Linked DNA regions of Mus musculus: region 1 is linked to region 2. Evidence: chromatin contacts called from public Hi-C data. All regions are on one chromosome and are shown on one strand. Each heading gives the region's core, a stretch centred on a gene start, on an enhancer-like site or on the middle of the called end of the contact. The rest is flanking DNA. Distances are from core to core; before and after follow the strand shown. Region 1 overlaps Stard13 (StAR-related lipid transfer (START) domain containing 13). Region 2 has its middle 34 kb from the start of Kl.

What was found. A called contact is a pair of places that touch in the nucleus more often than the background predicts.
Region 1: a contact with region 2 is called in a Hi-C map of liver, with 2.3 times the contacts expected there. The contact joins two enhancer-like sites. A contact is called at or near these places in 2 of 39 promoter capture datasets (embryonic stem cells and stem cell-derived epiblast-like cells) and 4 of 484 Hi-C or Micro-C datasets (embryonic fibroblasts, embryonic stem cells and liver).

Annotation. Positions count from the first base shown.
Region 1 is chr5:151,057,541-151,061,813 of GRCm38.p6, forward strand. It overlaps Stard13 (StAR-related lipid transfer (START) domain containing 13), which reads right to left. Exons shown (of 14, transcript NM_146258.2): 6 at 3,208-3,381; 7 at 1,919-2,078. Among named protein-coding and RNA genes, the nearest start is that of Kl, 110 kb to the left of the region's middle. Within about 2 kb of position 2,056, at least 28 of the 459 cell types and tissues checked have an H3K27ac peak or open chromatin away from gene starts, as enhancers often do. A contact at or near this core is called in liver, where this site is marked.
Region 2 is chr5:150,916,034-150,920,594 of GRCm38.p6, forward strand. No RefSeq gene overlaps it. Among named protein-coding and RNA genes, the nearest start is that of Kl, 34 kb to the right of the region's middle. Within about 2 kb of position 1,783, at least 13 of the 459 cell types and tissues checked have an H3K27ac peak or open chromatin away from gene starts, as enhancers often do. A contact at or near this core is called in liver, where this site is marked.

The sequences.
Region 1 (4,273 bases), core at 806-3,305, 140 kb after region 2:
ATCACTATGAATCCATGGCGTGGGGTGGTGTTTTCTATCCAGGGGCACTGCAATTCACTTATTTATATCCAAACTAGTTCAAGAAAGAATAAGACTTGTAGTGATCTATAAAAGGTTAGTTGAAAGAGACCAGAAAGGGAAATTACAACAACAAATAAAAATTAAAAAGGATTAATAAGTTGGGAAGAGGGCCACAACTAAGGAATTTGTGCCCCGAAGAGGTATCTACATTTCCTATAGTGGAATATGCATTTGGCTTTGAGCTTTCAAGCAGGCACTACAGAGAGGAAAACACACCCAGTTAGATGAACTTGGAGTCTGCGATACAAAACACAGGCCAGCGGGCCAAAAGAAACATGGTTCTCAAGGACCAAAGCCAGGGGCAAGGGGGGTTCTTCCTCTCATTCTCACAGAAAGGGCGCTACATGACACAGTGGCCAATGTCATCAACAGGATCTTGACAGTGGGTTTATTAATGAGGGCTACAGAGGGTCAGCATCACACCAATGACGAAAAGCCCTTCTAACTGTGAGAAGTGAAGTTAGTTGTAGGAGATGCTGGTTCCCTGTGGGGACCAGGGTGTCGATGCTGCCTCCCTTGGGTGTGTGTGAGAGACATCGAGGCCAAGAGAACAGGATTTAGCATAGCTGTCTGAAACGAGTCTTCTCCGTTACTGCTGGTGACCTGGTCTCTCAGTAAAACACCTATAAAAGGCTAATTCTTATATACGTATGTGTATTCATGGTACAATTGCAACTGAAAGTAATTACATGTCAGCAACCAGATTCATTGACTTACCCTACCAAAATGCTACAATAAATGCCAGATGTTTTATGTAGAAAACAAAATCAGCCATCTACCCAAATATCCAAAATAGTAGCCCTGTAGCCATGAAAATATGAAGAAAATGTGTATCTGTATATTCTCTAGATAATAAAGGTCAAAGGAGGTCACTAGCCAGGTTTAACCAAAGACACCTGGGAATGGCGCTCAGTTCATGGAGGGGTCATCGTGATTTAAGTACCTGCTGTGTTTTGATATCTCTGCAAGTGTCAGGAGCCGAGATCTCTGAGTTCATGGAGCTTAGCCCCTTCTGGCCCATTGAGCCCACAGACAAGGGCAAATCAACAAACACAACTGAGAAGACCGATGTGTTGCCCCCCCCCCCCCAACTAGTGTGCTGAACAAAAGCTGGAAACGCGGCTGTGCCAGGGGGCAGTCTGTGGAGTGAGAGTGTGGTCCTTATTTTGGGACAGAGCACAGAAGAAAGGAATGGTTGGTAATAGGGAGGAGCTGTGTATATTATGGGATGGATCTCATTCGCACAGAGCCTACCATCATGATGGTTCTCAAACCATCCTGGAGGTACACAGTGATCTGAGTGTTTCCTTCCCTCGAGCTTCCCTGTCAGCTCTGAGGCCAGGGGCTCTGTGGGTTAGCTGACGGACCTTTTACATTTTACATGTGAATTAAAAAAAATGTGAACAAGTCTGTTTGGCATGTTGTGCTGCTTTGAGAAATTAATAAGGGGAGAAATAGAACTAAATTCATTTTCCCCCCAAAACAATGTAACTGATAAAATAACGCTGTGGAGTGAATAGTAGCACTGGAATAATAATTTAAAATACAGAGCCACCAATTGCTTACTTCCAGATTTCAAGGAAGTGTAAGTTAGACATTACAGATACAAAGTATCAACAGCAATTTCCTTTGACCAACCAGGGTGTCACTCAACTAGCTAAGGAGGAACATCATCAAAAGCTAGACAGGGACGTATCTGGGCCACATTAAATTGTGTCCTTAAAGATCTCTGTGCTGTGCTTGTTTATGCTTGGTTGGCTAGGCCTTGTACCAGACAGGCCCGACTCAGTCTGCCATCCCCTCACCCCAAGCCCGTGTTTGGGATTTACCACTCTACCTGATCCAGACAGTTGCTACGTAGATACCTCAGTGCTTGTTGGATGCTCTGAGGCAGGGGCTGTCCTGTTCTCTGAACGTGGACTATGAGCGGAACACCGAAGACAGCCTTGTCTCGGTAGTCAGGAGCTTTGATCCTCTTCATGAACTTTGGAACGGACCTGGAATTCACAGAAACCAGGTCATGCAAGGCCCCTGGGGCGCTCTGTGCAGACAGGCTGTGGAAGCAAGCGAGAGGGAGGCCAAGCTCCTGTTGGAACACTTCAGAGGCAAAGGCAGAATTCAACCTTTCCTACATCATTCATAGTCTGTGGCACTCTAGATGTGGCCCTTGCCTACGTGTCATTTCTGTTAAACACCATGATTCACGTTGGAAAACTGTCTTTGTGGCTCTCTGTTTTCAAGTTGGGGGTGGTGGGCAAGTTTTCAATTTAATTATGATTGAAACAGCTCTTGTGTAGCGAACACTTAAAACACCCCAGTTGGGGGAGGGAATAACAAAATCTATGCAAGATTTACCAGAGGAAGAACAAATTTGGTTGAGGTTGGCGTGTGGGGGTGTTGAGCCAGATTTTCTTGGCTGTGTCTTTAGTTTTCTAGAGCCAGATCTACATTTTAAAGGGAGTTTTAACACACTTACATATATTGATTTGACCGTACAATTTATAACCTTTGAAAACATTTTTATAAACACAACATTAATTCTTCTACACATATCATATGACACAACACTTTACGTTTTTCAAACCACACAATCATTTATCCAAAATAGGTCGGCATACAATGTTGACTCTATCGGGCCCTTAATTCCAAAGATTGTACTGCGTAATCTCATCTTTACTCGCCAATGAAAGCACAAATGTACTTGAAGAATCAGTGAGTCGATGCTGTCAGGGTGCATTCTGTGCCAGGCCACAAGGTACAAGTGACAGATGTTTCTTTACAAACTGCCAGCAATATTTTATGGCAGGTTTATTTCTGATTCCCCTGTTCACACAATTTATCACTCATTACTGGCCTCGTTTCTTTCTCAGAACCTGACTCCCTTCCCTGGAAACCAGCTGAGAGCTACAAATAAAGCCATGTTTCCTGTGTGCTTCATCAGCTCCCCCACTCCCCTCCCCTGCTGCCCAGAGGGCAGATGACAAGCAGAAGGCTCCATAGTTTCCAGGAGAGGGTAGTTCAGACAGTGCTCCGTTCTCCAGACACCAAAATATAAACACTGGCGGTCTTTTGCAACTGCGCACACTTAGCTCTGAACACATGACCCCCTGCAGACATGTTACGTACCAGGTCCAGCCGTGCTTGTTGGACATAGAGTACTTCTCCATGATGGCCGTAAGACGAAGTAGGGAGAAGCGCTGGAGCAGGTTCAGCTGGGCGGCCGTCTGGCTGCTGATGTGCGGGGTGGCTGGAGACGGCTGGGGCTGGTGTGAGAGCTGGAAGCTGCTCCACCTTAGTCGTCTGAAACAGATGATCAGGGCTACCAGTCACCTGGCGGATGGTAACTGGGAAGCTCAAGCTAGCCTTTAGGTAAGAATGGCTACTTTAGGAGTTTCTGAGCCAAGAAAAATCCCAGCACTAAATGAACAAAAAGGACAGAGCTGTGGACTTAGCAAGCTGTATAGACCCAGAATGGGGCACATCGACTGTTTCAACTTGGGATTTAAATAAGGGATATCAGTCAGTCATTCACACACACACACACACACACACACACACACACACACGAATGAGACATGTGAGAGAGATGGAGAGACAGAGAGATGGACTAGATAGTGAGACAAAGAGACAGAGACATAAAGCAGAGGGGGCATAGAAAAAGAGAGAGAGAGCAGAGGGAGAGGGAGGAAGGGAGAGGAGAGAGAAAGAGAGAGAGGAGAGGGAGGAGAGAGGGAGGAGAGGGAGGGGGAGGAAGGGAGGGGAGAAAGGGAGAAAGGGAGGGAGAGAGGGGAGGGAAAGCGAGAGGGAGGAAGGGAAAGGGGAGAGGGGGAGACAGAGAGAGAGAGAGCGTGAGAGATATTTTGAAACATTGAGGTGCTACAGTATTTCCCACTTTTTGTGCCTGCCTCCTCCCTGTCCTTTGTGCTGAGATGGCATCTGAAGGTGACAGGCACAGACGACACACCAATGCATCCTACAGTACATCAATGCCTCAGCAAGTACCCCAGTGACACACACAGTGCTATTGGCTCCGTGAGTTAGATCTCCTTGGCTCGTTTTCTAGGGGGCAGTAACTTAAAAGCAAAGAGCAGACACAAAGCATAAACATACCTTAGATCTATTGCACAGAATAAAAAATAAAATGTGTGCACAGAGCCTGGACTACGGCTGTCTGTGATGCCCCTGCCTGATT
Region 2 (4,561 bases), core at 533-3,032:
GAGCAACCCCACCCCCAAGCAAGTAAGGCCACATAAAGGGGCAGCCTACATCAGAATAGAGTCAATCATGTCAAACCAACTACTGGCGCTCCTAACGTGGGAGTGTACCATGATGCTAGGCTTCCTCAGGGATGTGTCCTTCCTGGGGTGCAGCGTTGATGTGTGTTGCTGACATGGTTTCATCTAGCCTGGCAGTGTCTAAGTGAGAGGAGAGGAAGGCTGCATTGTTGAGTCCATGAGTAGCTTCTACCTCTGCTCTTATGGCTACCCCTTTACATGATCACAGAGTCAGCCCAACAAATAACTACTTGAAAAGATCTTGGGTTCAAATGTCAAATAGAGTAAATATCTACAAGCCTAATTTACCTAATCAAAATCACCTTGGAGTCTTCAAAATGTAGGGTGAGGGATGCTCCAGGAGAATCCTGGGAACTACTGTCCTCCAAAAGGAGGATGCAGACATTGCCCTCAACCAAGCAGGCTACAAAACGAAACCTGAGTGTCTCCCACAGTTTACTGCCACCCAGTGCAACTAAAAGCTGCTCAGAGACCCAATGAACAGAGCAGGGATTAAAGAGGCAAAAGATTGGTACAAGGTGGCATCTTTGAAGCCCTCATAGTCAAACAGGGCACAGAGAGAATCAGACCAGCAATCGATCAGTGAGCTTAAACAAATGGCTGGTCCGGTCACTCAGCCTCTTTTTCCCTCACTACTGTTAGCATTCTGTCTAAGTTCTGCCCCACAGTTACCTGGCAACAGCCAGGTAGGCCTGACCCACTATAAAAGGGGCTGCTTGCCCCCTCCTCACTCTCTTGCTCTTCCTTTCTTGCTCCTGCTTTGTCTCCTTGCCCCTTTCCCCCTCTCTTCCCATTCCCTTCTCCATCTCTCTCCACTCATGCTCATGGCTGGCCTCCACTTCTCTCTCTCTCTCTCTCTTTTTCTGCCTCTACTACCCTCTTAACTCCCCTCTCCATGCCCTGAATATACTCTATTCAGTGGTGTCGTTGGTCCCTCACAGGGAAGGGATGTCTTGGCATGGGCCCACTGAGGCATCCCCTTCCCCCACACCTCACCAAACCCCATAGAACATAGCCTTCTCTCTTTATCTTTTTATAACACAATAACTACTCCCCAATGCAAGCAAGATACAGAGACAACTCATCACAAAGTCCAAAGGTGGCATCTGGGAACCCTGATGCACCTCTGAAGAGGAGGTCAGAGAGTTCACAGGTAAAAGACGAGGTTGGAAATACTTTTAAAGAATACAAGTTCACGGACCAGTGAGCCGCGGTTATGCATTTAGGAGCCGTCGCCTTTTGCGAGTGACAACTCACTGTCCACGTACTTGGGCAGGAGAGATAGAAGTTAATAAATGAACACGAAGGGACCCAGAAAAGAGCATTGCTGATAGAACACAGCAGAGCTGGGTGGATGCCAAACAGCCATGGGCACACCGCAGCGAAAGGAGGAACAACAGAAGCGCTTTCCAACAAATAACCAACAAATTTGGTGCGGAGGGCAGAGAGACGACTGCTGAAGGGAGCTGATCGTTGTGCTGGGCCAGGAGGATTAAGATGAGTTTGCTGCTTATATCCAGACACTGTGCCATGTGCTCCCAGCTCGAGGGGGCTGAAGCCAGAACGCTGAGCAAGCCCAGCATGACATGTGCACAGACGTGGTCCCTCTCCCTCTGCAAGAGAAGCCCCAATGCCTTCCTGGTTCCAAATCGCCTGAAATTGAGGTGTATGAAACTGGGTACTGGCTGGTAAATTTACCTTAGTAAGGCACGCTCTGAACTCCACTGCCGGTCAAAGGTGGATTAATTCAGATGACCTGGAGGGAAAGTTCACACGAATCACCTCTCTCTCTCTCTCTCTCTCTCTCTCTCTCTCTCTCTCTCGCTCTCGCTCTCGCTCTCTCGCTCTCTCTTGCTTTCTCTCTCTTGCTCTGTCTCTGTCTCTCTCTCTCTCTCTCGCTCTCTCGTTCTCTCGCTCTCTCGCTCTCTCGCTCTCTCGCTCTCTCGCTCTCTCGCTCTCTCGCTCTCTCGCTCTCGCTCTCGTTCTCATCTCATCCCATGGCAGATGGGCGCACTCTGTTGTGGCTACAAAACTCAGGAACGCCCAGGCTTGCTAATTCAGGTATCAGGTGGGATGAAGCCAAGGGCCTCATTTGTTCTGTTTTCATGGCACAAGGGTTTGCTCATAGAAATAAAAAGGTGTATACAAACATCTGTGCTCATCTGTTCATATTAATAAAGTGAATGCTAGATGGGAGATCAGCACCTTCACTAGAATGGTAATTAGTTAAAACACAGCTATTGAACTGGAATTTGTTTGATTTATTCATCTTATATTCAAGCTATTTGTGTAGAAGGAAGGTCTTTAGAATGGATGGCAGATAGATTTTTATTATGAGACCGCATAATATGCATTTTTAAAGATAATACAGGTCTTCAGCCTGTACGGCACATGTCATAGCTAATAAGCTGGGGTTGGGGAAAATTGAAGTCAATGAAAGAATTATGTAACATTAAGGCTGCTGGCAGGGAACGCACTGCCACGGCCGTGGGAAGAGATGGTGGACAGAACAAAGGTAGAAGGAGCTTGGGAGGTGCGCATCTATTAGAAAGGTTAGGCTTAAGTAAACATCGGTGTGTGGGGAGAAAATAGCGGCAGCAATCTAAGTGGAGCCATTACAGCCCCGCTAAAAGCGAGTGAGCACGGAGAGGCGACCAGCAATCAATATGGCCAGAGGCCTTGTCTTGCCCAATTCGTTCTGAGATTTCACATTGGATCCATCCTCATTAGCACGCGGTGGAGCGCTGTCTGCCTGCCTGCGAGGTTTCTTATAGCCTCAGAGAAGCAGAAGAAAGCTGTCAGGGCCCCAGGGGAGCTTGTGGGCTGGTGCCCGCTGTATGTGTGAGCTTTCCAGAGAACCCACAACTGCTCCTTCTGCCATTAAAATCTAGCTAAGGGAGCGCAGACTCAGGTAAGAGGTGCGATTTAGGGTTGGAGAGATGGCTCAGTGGTTAAGAGCACTGACTGCTCTTTCAAAGGTCCTGAGTTCAAATCCCAGCAACCACATGGTGGCTCACAACCATCCGTAATGAGATCTGACGCCTTCCACTGGTGTGTCTAAAAAAACAGCTATAGAGTAACTACATATAATAAATAAATCTTAAAAAATAAAATAAAAAGGTGTGATTTAGATGTCAAATTAGAGTCTTGCGTGATGGATTTGGAAGGAAGACAGGGAGTTGTGGGTGACATAGCAAAACACCAGGTCCAAATGCAAACTCACAGACACAGAAGGATGCTGCGAAGAGACAGATTTGGCCACAGAGTAAGGCCTGGATGAAGGGAAGATGGTGCTAAGATATGTTGGCCAAAGTCCCAGATAGAAGGCAGGGGAGGCCTGAGTGTTGACAGTGAGGTTTGGAAGTAAGGCACAAATGGAGGAATCCCCAGAACTCCTTGGCCGGTTGGATGTGGAGGGCAGAGCCTCACGCCTGGGGGGGCAGCCGGCAGTAAGGTCTTAGCAGGAAGAGATGCAAACTCTGCAGAGACAGCTATGAGCTTGATCTATGGTTAGTTAGTTCAGTTAGTCTTAGGTCCAAAAAACATACACTATTTTCCCCTCTATGCAGGACAACAGAAGTCCTTTGACCTCTGATCTCCAGGTAATGAGAAGTGGGTGTGGGGGAGGCTTCAGGGAATGGAAGGGGGTTCCATGGCCGACCCAGCCTCATTTCCTCTCCATGGTGAGGTCCTCCCAGTTGGAAAGATCCCAGAATGAAAGCTGTTCTTGGCAGTTACAAAGCTGCTCAAAAGCCAGGGCCGTATAATTCTCAAACTGCATTTTGCCGATTGCTGAAACACCTTGTTCAATCAATAATGTTAAACGTCCTCATCTTTTCCGTTATTTGTCTCATAAGCTGAAGAGTTGCACTGAGAGACTCCACCAAAGGCAGCATCTTCACCGAATGCTACAGTGGGTGGAGCCCTGTATTGACGGAAGTTCATTGTCTGAGCTTGGCCACATGGCAGGAGCTCTGGGTTCAAGCTGGGTCCTGGGGCCCAGGAAGCCATGAGCCAGGTTAGTCTGTTGTTGCTGGGCTACCATAGCTCACAGCCTCAGGGGGTCTGCTGCCTCTGCTGCAGCCTCTGTGGTTTGGAATTTCATCACTCAGATAGATGAGTAATGGAAGTCCTTATAGTTTGGTTAATAGTCCTTTATCAAGTACTTAGATATGCAAATATTTTTCTGAGTTTGTGGTGTGTCTTCTATCTTGACAATGCCTTTCATAGAACAAAAGTTTTGAAAAGTTCTACAGGAATCCAGTTTGTTAACTGTGTCTTTCATGGAACTTGCTTTTAGTGCTGTGCCTGGCTGGTCATCACCAAACCCAGTTACCTAATCTTTTCCCTTGGGGTATCTTCTGGGAGTTTTACAGTTTTTTGTTTTGTTTTTAAGATATTTTCTTTATATACATTTCAAATGCTATCCCAAAAGTTCCCTATACTCTCCCTCCACCCTGCTTCCCTACCCACCCACTTCTGC